Linked DNA regions of Mus musculus: region 1 is linked to region 2. Evidence: chromatin contacts called from public HiChIP or PLAC-seq data. All regions are on one chromosome and are shown on one strand. The core of a region is the stretch at or near the end of the contact, and the rest is flanking DNA. Distances in the headings are between cores, read along the strand shown. Region 1 has its middle 81 kb from the start of Mroh2b. Region 2 overlaps Oxct1 (3-oxoacid CoA transferase 1).

The links. HiChIP or PLAC-seq counts read pairs in DNA pulled down with a chosen protein or histone mark.
Region 1: a RAD21 HiChIP or PLAC-seq map of pro-B cells shows a contact between it and region 2, with 9 times the contacts expected there. The contact joins two enhancer-like sites. A contact is called at or near these places in 1 of 15 datasets of contacts at CTCF or cohesin (pro-B cells) and 2 of 484 Hi-C or Micro-C datasets (the N1E-115 cell line and cortical neurons).

What each region holds. Positions count from the first base shown.
Region 1 is chr15:4,814,948-4,819,853 of GRCm38.p6, reverse strand. No RefSeq gene overlaps it. Among named protein-coding and RNA genes, the nearest start is that of Mroh2b, 81 kb to the left of the region's middle. Within about 2 kb of position 2,918, at least 89 of the 459 cell types and tissues checked have an H3K27ac peak or open chromatin away from gene starts, as enhancers often do. A contact at or near this core is called in pro-B cells, where this site is marked.
Region 2 is chr15:4,053,851-4,058,663 of GRCm38.p6, reverse strand. It overlaps Oxct1 (3-oxoacid CoA transferase 1), which reads right to left. Exons shown (of 17, transcript NM_024188.6): 5 at 4,800-4,813; 6 at 889-995. Among named protein-coding and RNA genes, the nearest start is that of BC037032, 29 kb to the right of the region's middle. Within about 2 kb of position 1,858, at least 12 of the 459 cell types and tissues checked have an H3K27ac peak or open chromatin away from gene starts, as enhancers often do. A contact at or near this core is called in pro-B cells, where this site is marked.

The sequences.
Region 1 (4,906 bases), core at 1,669-4,168, 760 kb before region 2:
CCGGGTTTTAATTGGGTTATTTGAGTTGTTGGTGTCTACCTTCTTGAGTCTAGGCTTGATTTTTAAATTCAACTGTTTAGTATAACATTTTTTAAATTTATTATTTTTTCTTTTTTTTTTTTCTTTTTTTTTTTTTTTGAGAAAGGGTTTCTCTGTATCGCCCTGGCTGTCCTGGAACTCACTCTGTAGTCCAGGCTGGCCTCGAACTCAGAAATCTGGCTGCCTCTGCCTCCCAAGTGCTGGGATTAAAATTGTGTGCCACCATGCCCGGCTCTTAAAATTTCTTTATGACATTATTTGTGTATATAACATTTAATAGTCACTCACTGCTTCCAACTATGTACAATGCTGGTTTAAGTATATCCTCAGAACCTCTATATTAACCACCAAGCTCATCTTTGTTATGTGCATGATTACAAACTTAACTCTTGTGACTTTGAAGGAATTTAGGATTTATATGGAAACAATGAATGATACAAGAGAGGCTCACAAATTTAGCTAAAAATGGCCAAACATGCCTCACATGAGTAAATCCAGACCAGGGAGGCCTTTGTCATCCACGCTGTCAGCCTATGTACACAGCAGAATTAACTATCTGTTCTCACAAAGAAGGCAAAAATGAATTTTCATATCTAGTTAAAAAATGCATGCCATTTGGATAAAATCTAGATTACACAAGCAAAGAGACCAAAACAAACAAACAAACAAACAAAACCCTTACTCTTATCTTTTAACAATACTTATTTTCTCAGTCATTATTCTTTTAGGCATGATTTTATTTCATTTAAATCATTTTTGGTTTGTTTGAGGAAAGGTCTTACTATATAACTGAAGCTGATCTTGAACCTCCAACCCTCTTGCCTCTATCTCCCAAGTGACGTGGTTACAGGTATGCACCACAGTGACTACATAAAAGTCATTTATATACATGGAGAAATTTCACAGTATGGTTTTAAGTTTTTATTAAAAGTGTTCCTTAAAGCTTTAAAAAAAAGATATCAGTGACCTCATACTGTGCTATCATCTGCTGTGACCATAATTTATTATTGGATATTTAAGATCTGTCATTGTTTGCTATTATAAATAATGTTGTGATAAACATCCTTCTATATAAATCTCTGAATGACTTTCTGCATACCATCTGTCCCCTGGAGCCCCTTGATTGGTGACATCTACCTTCACTATCTGACAGTGGACATGTGGAGCTAAGGCTGTTGCAGCCAGAACTTGTCAAGAAGACAAATAGGGATGCATCGACCTGACTCACATGCATAAACAGACTGGGGACAACTCTGATCTTGCAGGCCATTTGTTTGGTTAGAAGTCGGATGCTTACAGTATATTCCAAAAGAACAAAGGTGACCTTAGAGGAAACCAGCCATTTGGAATCCAATTAATCAAGCGTCAGGGCAGTTTGGCATCCAAGAGCTAGAATCATCACAATCTGACAGCTTCTCATGGAGGAGTAGCATTCAGATAAGGATATGGAAGAGGTGTTACCTTGTGGACGATCTCTTGGGAACAACAGAGAATTTCAACTTTCAAAGCTAAGCAGATTTGAGCGTTGCAGAAGTCCTTTGTAGAAAGGGAAGGAAAAAAAAAACCTACCTAAAATGTCATATTTACTGAAGATTGAAAAAGCAACCCTTTGTCAGGCTGAAACACCATGCCACTAGAGTACTTGAAATTTGAGATCATGTGCCTTCAGTGACTCTGATCCTAACAAAATTTAACAGTCGGGGAGGTCACTTATTTTGTCAGCATATTACAGTCAACAGACTCAAAATCTATATTTAAAAAGAACCGATCTAATTTTCAGCCACCCAGGCAACACACACAGATGCTTAGCACTCATCTTCATTAGCCTCAGAGGAGAAACTTCTTACCTTTGACCTAGAATTTATTTAATCTTTTAGGACAGAGCCGGAGACTCCCAATCTAAATTCCAGGTATTTAATATGCTCGGCTGCTGCTCTCTGCTTCCTGGTGATAATTTTATTAGTAGCTCTTAACACCTATTGTACTAAATTGCCATATTAATATTAATATCAGAGTGTGAAGAATTCAACTGATAAATGGTATGCAAATTAGCTTAATGCAGACTTTAATGGGTTAGAGCACTAAAAAGTTCTTGGAGACAAAGTAACCAAAGAGCTAAAGGATCAACTTGTCCTCACTGAAAGGAAAAAGTTACAAGGAAAAGAGAAATACTTTAAAGTACGTGTGAGTCATTTTTAATCAAAATAATAATTATTGCTGGCCCGATCTTTGATTATACTACGGACAACAAATAGGAAATACTTTTAAAAGGTTTGTCCTTATTTTTAATGATCCGTATACATGTGTGTCTCTGTGCAAGTTTGTACACGTGAATATAGGTGCCCGAAGGAGTCCCAGAAGAGGGTGAGTTGGATCTAGGCATTTGCAAAAAGAAGAGTTGGTCAGGGTTATGATAGAAACCATGCATCCCCAAACCAAAGAATATCAAGGACTGCTGGCAATTACTGGAAGCCAGAAGAGGAAGGATTCCTCATGCCCAGCCATTCTTGAAAGCATCTTGCTTTCAATACTAAACAGGAAGTGCTCTGAGCTCGCGGAAGGAAGGGGGAAATGCGTTGACATGGATCAGTATTTTCAGGACCCTCTTAGAAACCCCACCACCAACAGCAGAGCTGACATTCCACAGCACATGCCAGGCCCTTACTCTTAGGTCGTAGAGAAGTGGCCTCCAAAGCAGCAGTGTTGATGAGGATGACTCTAAGTCGACCCCAATGGAGCGCGGTTTTTCCAAGGAAACAGAAACAGAAAGTCTTTTTCAGAAGCCTTTGCTGGTTTAGCTGAATGCTCCTGACCACAGCTTCCAGCTAACTTTGAAACACTTCTGACCACAGCTGTAGCACTTCCACTCTCTGAGCAGCTGCTCCTCACCACAGGTCCCGGTGTAACACCACAAGTGATTGCAGCTGGCTTCTGTTCTCTACTGTCCAAGGCAGCCAGTCACTTTCTTTTTATGAAAACTGATCTTTCTCTCCACAGAGAATGGCTGTGTTCAGTGGTTTCTTGCAGTACCTGCTTACTCTTAACTGTAGGTGGCCCCTGCCTCACAAATGACTCCTTTGGTGGCTTTGGTAGTGGCTTGGAGGTGGGGAAGAGATTTTTTTTAGTATCTTCCTTTTTTTTCACCCAGAAGAGAGGTGTAAGACCCCCTTTTGGGGACCCCCACTCTAGTCTCGGGAGAGAGAGAGCACAAAAAGAAACACGAGAATCCTTTCTTGCTGTAAACACAGGAGGCAGTTTAATGGCAGAGCTCCAGGTGGAAACATATCTCATGCAGGAGACAGTGGATTCCACCCCGAGGCTCGAAAGCTAGGGGTTTTTATGGGGTAAGGGGTTTAGGGGTGTGGAATTCAGCATAGTGACACACTATTGGCTTATTCAAACATCAGCAGAAAAATTACATGTACGTGCAGGATGTCAGAGTTTTGTGAGCTATTGACTCAGTTCAGATAGCCCTGTTATGTCTTCACATTCCTCTTTATCTCTATGGTCAAGCTGTTCCCAGGAATGTTTTAACTATGGGGCATGCCCCGGTTTGTTTTTCTTTTTTTCTCAGCCCCAGGCAGCCTCTAGGCTCACAAACAACCAGCAATTTCTGAGTACTTTATATGACTTACAGGTCTTGAAATTTCACCTTTCTTTCAGAGGAAGGGATTAAATGACCACTATGAATGTTGTATGTAGATTCCTGGGGGACCATCTCCCCTCCCCCATGGGGTTCCTTTCCTCTCTGAGATCTGTTTTGTAGGGGAGAGCAGCCAAGTCAGCTTTGGAGAAAGCTTCTTGACTCTTACTTTGGGATGTGGTCCTATTTAACAGATCTTATTCTTGAATTGTCTCAGGAAGCCTGAGGGTAGGAGGCATACAAGCTTTCTCTACTCTCAGTGCCAGAAGTCCATGGGTGGCTTGCGTGGGAGGATGATGGACCAGTGAATCCTAGAGGAGATGCCAACTCAACTCTAATTACACTAGGAAAATATGTTTTCTCAGGGCCTTTCCTGCTCATTTTTTTCTCATTTTGTATTACAAGATCTTTATGATGTTGTCAAGGATTTAGGATTAACGAGAGGAGGAAGGGCTGCATTTAATATGCAAAATGCAGGAAGATTTCTACCAGGTGGCTGTGGCTCGTGGCCTGAAGTGGGTGTCCACCCCCCACTCCCCTGCATTGGAGACTTACAGAAGCAGCGTCTACACATCCCTGTGTAGGGTGAGGAAGGAGAAGGAAGACCCTAAGGTTTTGACATCAACTATAAGATCAGGGTCAGCTGTGTTGTGTGTGATTCATCTCAAAACTAGGCATTCTTAAAAGAATGCGGTGGTTGCCAGCAGTACCTCCTAGGACCCGGATCAGTCCCTGCTACACTGTGCAAACTGAGAAGTGGTTTGTGAAATGAATACACGAAAGTTGGGTATTTGTGACGTTTATTATGGACTCTCTGGCTTTCTGTCTGTTCTGTTGAAAAAATGCTATGGATTTTTATTACTTTTAATTGTGACAATAGTGTTTCTCACTGGCTTCAAAGGTCCTCTGATGTCTCTATGTACTTTGTGCAATGTGAGACAGTTTGCTCAATTGATAAAGGCATTTTGACTCAGAAATGTGACACAGGACAACAGATGCTGGCATTAGATAGGGGATGATCAAACGGCAGAGGGGGTGGAAGAGTAACAGTATGACAACGAACGACACAAGAGAATTTTGCCCAGCAATTTATGACTATGCCAGTTTACTCTACGTATAATGACTTACAAATTTTTTTAGATTATACAAAGTAATAGTTTTTTATTATGACATCCCTGAACATATGTATCATTATACTGCATTCCCATCCAGTTTCCTCACTTC
Region 2 (4,813 bases), core at 609-3,108:
ACAAAACTGAGAGAGACCATATAGCTCACCTGTTATATACAGAGCCCAAGTGGCCCTGTATAGTTCAAAACACAACTAATCTACAAGTCTAAGACATTAAATACTCATAATTACTTAGAATTCAGTATGCAAAGGTTAATCAAACGACAGGAAAATCATGTAGGCCCGTGGCTATCCAGAGAAGGAAAACAAGCATTTGTAAAGATCATTAGCTTTTCAGACAGAACCTTTAGAAGGTTCTCCTAGGTGACATCAACTGTACAAGAAAAAAAAATTCACCTAAACTATTATTTATTAACGATCTTCCCCAAAACATCAGCGTAATCTTGACACTTTATGATCCTATTTAGAAATAACATGAAAATAAAAGATAAGTGCTGGCTGCTGTCATGTTTGCAAAGAAAATACTCTTGGCAACTAAAACACAGATGGGAGAAAATGGTTGTATGTAGCTGTGTACAAGAGTACATCAACCCATTTCTTCTTAAACGGGGTCTCATGTAGTCCAGGCTGGCCTCAAACCCATTATACAGTGAGGATGACTTGGAACTTCTGATCTGCCTAATTCCACCACCACCCCCTACCGCTGGGAATGTAATACCATACCCAGTGTGGGCAATCAAACCCAAGGCTTGGGGTGTGCTAGGCAAGCACTCTACCAATACAGCTACATCCCAGCCCTAGATCCAGTTATGTAGCAAGCCAGTAAGTTTAGCACATCAGCAGGACCACCAGCAGGCACTCGAGGTTCTTCTGGACACGTGCACATACACAAGACTGTAAGCCATTTTAAAACGGTCAGGCAGCATCTCACAAGGAGCAGAGTGGACTGCCTACAGTGGTAGGTTTTGCTGTGTTCTATCCTGTTTTGTTTAACTAGTACAGTACCTGAAAATCACATTGCCTGCCCGGTCTGCTTTCCATGCTTTCACCAGAGCAAAATCTCCCGTGATGGCTTCCTCCAAAATGAAGTGCTGACCGTTAAACTCCCTCACCTGCAAGAGACAAATGAACGCTGTCAGGTATTTGTGCAGGATGCAGATGCCTGGGCTCCTAAGAGGCACACGCGAGGAGCGGACGCCTAGCGACAGTGGCTTTTTCAGGGAGAGGGATCTCAAGAGACTTCTTCGGTAGCAGAAGGCTTCCTCAGAATAGTCCAGCGAGGCTTCAGGAAGAGAATGTGCTCACGGGTTCCACAGTAAGGGCAAGTCTGGTACATTTGAGAAACTCAAACCTCCACAAGTGGTACAGGGTGTTAATATTCATTTGACTGTGTGCCTTGGTTACCTTTGAGACAATGGAAAATAGTCCCTCTTTTCTTCTACCCCCCTCCAAATTAAAACGTGTATGTTACAAGAAATGGCTTACCTCTTGTTTCTCTTTAACCGTGATCTATAATTTGTGTTGAGAGAATCAATGATAACAGAAAAGTAACCTAACTAAAAAGCAACACTGCATGCCTCCCTACTGTGTACACAATGCAGGCCTCCGTGTAGGAGCATCTTCATTTACTTCCTTGGATAGATTCTCTTCACATAAAATCCTATATGAGCTTTGCATTTGCTCATAGGAAATTCTTGATTTCCATGCTACTATAAATGCTGGTTTTAACAAATTGCACATTATTAATATAACACAATGCTATTGACTTGTTTTTTTTGTTTTGTTTTGTTTTTAACATTTACTGCCTTTTGGGAGAGACTATAAAAACCAAACTCTTCTTTCCCATTATGTCCTTCCTGTCTTTTCCCTTGGAGATTTGCCTCTGGGAATTAAAGAGAGAACTGAAACAGCACCAGGGAGGGCTGGATCTGTCTTGCATAAATGCAGCCCCGTGAAGGCAGAACTCCAGTCACATTCCTCCTGTGCCCTCTAGTGGAAAACAGACGGGATGTGTTTTTTAGAAGCGTCCAACACAGCGTTGGGGTCTGCTTAGCTTTGTTTGGGGTGGGGGTAGGTGATGATATATGAACGTGGGGTCTCATATACTCCATCACTGAGGTTCCAGCCTTCCTTCTAGAGCTTCAAACAGACTATTTCGTAAAGGAAAGTTTCTCCAAAGATATCTCAGTTTCTAGCTAGAAAACATGAGCTATGAAAACCACCAGTGAAGACTTCACTCCTATGCAGTTACATGACACTAACTGCACATCGACACACACAATTATTTTAAAGGTTTATGTCCTTCATAAATCATCACTGTGAACATCAACGATGGGGCGAGTGATTATCATCCAAGCCCTTGGGATACAGAGGCAAGAGGACTGCTGGGAGATTCAGAGAAGCCTGGGCCTACAGAGTTTCAATACCTCCATAACAAAGCTTTCACACAAGGAAGCAAACAAACAAACAAACAAACAAACCACCAGGGATGAAGGTTGAGACATAGAAAACACAAGTCTTTTCTAAACACGTTACCTAGCGTTGCCTGTTCTACCTTTCAAAGACGGAAGCTACTAGCTTCATCAAGCTTACTGCCTTGCTCACTTAAAGCAGTGCATTTGGCCTCGGGCTCATCTTTAGGTTCTTCTTGAGTCCACTCCAGTTAGATTTTGCCAGTGACCTCTGTGTCTGCACACCCCTGCTCAGTTCTAGTCATCCTTCTTCCTTTAACCCAACTGCTCCCTCTTTTTATTTCTCAAATCACCAAGCTCCCTGCTTTCCTTTGAACCTCCCTTCCCATCTTCTACTGCAGCCTTTCTTCTTCTGTGTGGCCATTAACTGGTAAGGAGGGACTCTCCATTCACACAGGTGTCCAGGACACTGTCTAGCCCCAAGGGTCTGAATGCCTACATGCATGCCCTGCCTCCTGTTCTATAAACTTTCTGACCAGAGTCACTTCCTCTTGAGTCTCCGGAACTTAAGTAAACCTCTTCCCAAACAGACTGAGATCTTCTTACCCCATGCATTGCCATCTCAATAAGCAGCAATCATTTTCTGTCCTCTGTGTCACATGTGGCTCTACCATCAACATCCGACCTAATTCTGATCACTTAGCATAAACTCTATCTCACCACCTTATCCCAGCTCCTGTTCATTCCCCACCAGGATCAATGCACAGCCTCCCAACTTGGGCCACCATAAAACTCACCGCTCAATAGTGAGAGTTATCTTCACAAGATGTAACTCAGAACACATCACATTCATATGTATTTCACTAGCTTCTGACCATAGCGAACGAACTCTAAGCTATGTGAGCAGACGATAGGCAGAATAGAGATCGAGGGAGGCAGGGATGGAGAGAAAAGAGACAAAGGAGACAAACGGATACACACAGAAAGTGGTCAGAGAGGTACTAAATTCATGCACCAGGCTCTAGACACATATGAAAAGTTAGAAAAGATTCTATCCTTCCAGTCTCTTGGGGTATGTTAAGGTTACATTTTCTAACAAGCTATCAGAATATCAACCCAATTTTAGAGGGCACTTTTATCATATGCTCCTAAGCTCCATTTTCATTAGATTCCCGGGGTTGATTTGTTTTTAACCTAATTTGGCAATGAAAAAGTGAGACTAAATACTAATACACACATGTGTGCGCGCACATACACACACACACACACACACATTTGAATTAAAGCTGGAATCAATATGGGTCAGTCCCAGAAAAGGAGCAAAACTCCAGATGGAAGACACAGCTAGGGACAAATGTCAGACAGTAAAGGACATGATCATTGACCTCCCAGCTCCCCAGAATAGCAACAAAACCAGCAGCACTACATTCCCATCACTGGTGGACATCCCTTCATTGACCAGTTCATCTCCCTAGAGGTGGAGCCCAGCATTGTCACGTCAGCCTCTAGAGACTACCTTCCTTGAGCCACCAAGGCAAAGAGAATAGACATTTGTCAATTCAGAATAATGAATTGTTCTGTTTTTTAAAGCTGCTTTAAATCTAACTATGCCATATGCCCTATCTAGAGGTCTACTGTTGCCTAAGATGACTAACGGACCCCATCCTACCCCTCAGGCCAGTCAATGACACACTGAGCTTGTGGCTAGGATACAAACGATGAAAGGGATCCTTTGAATTTCCTATTCCATTACAACTGCGGCCTGGCTTTCAAGCTTTCAGACAGACTTTCAGATTTCTTCTGTTACTTTGTTTTCTTTCAGTCATGTTAGGAAATCTGATCACAAGAGCTTAACGCAATATACAGTAAACAACTTCTGGTTTTTTTTTTTCTTTCCTTCTTTATTATTTTATTTATTTACATTCTAAATGTTGTCCTCCTTCCCTCTTTCCCGTCCATAAACCCTCTACCCCATACTCTGTACCCCCACCTCTATGAGGGTGCTCCCCCACCCACTCCCATCTCACCAACCTAGCATTCCCCTATGCTGGGGCATTGAGCCTCCACAGGACCAAGGTCCTCCCCTCCCATTGATGCCAAATAAGGCCATCCTCTGCTACATATAGAGCTGGATCCATGAGGTTTTTTCTTTTAATAGAAACATAATAATCAATAAGTAAATGTTCTCACTTTTGTTAAAATCTTTTGGAAAATCAGCTAACTAACCCGAATTCATTTATTATATATACACTATAGCTTTCTTCAGAAATCCAGTTAACTAACCTTAATTATAGTATGATGTACAAATAATTCTCTTATTCTAATGTATTCTAGTTTCTCTCTGTGGTTTGTTTTAAGTATGAGCAGACACCCAGGTTAACTAAGTCTCACCCTTTTGAAAAGGAATGACTGTTTATCTCACGAAGGTAGCTATCAAACGCATCTACACAGAATCTCTTGGGGAGATTCATTTCGTAGTGTCACGCGGGTGGGGAGTTTTCTTACCTCTCGTGGCTTGC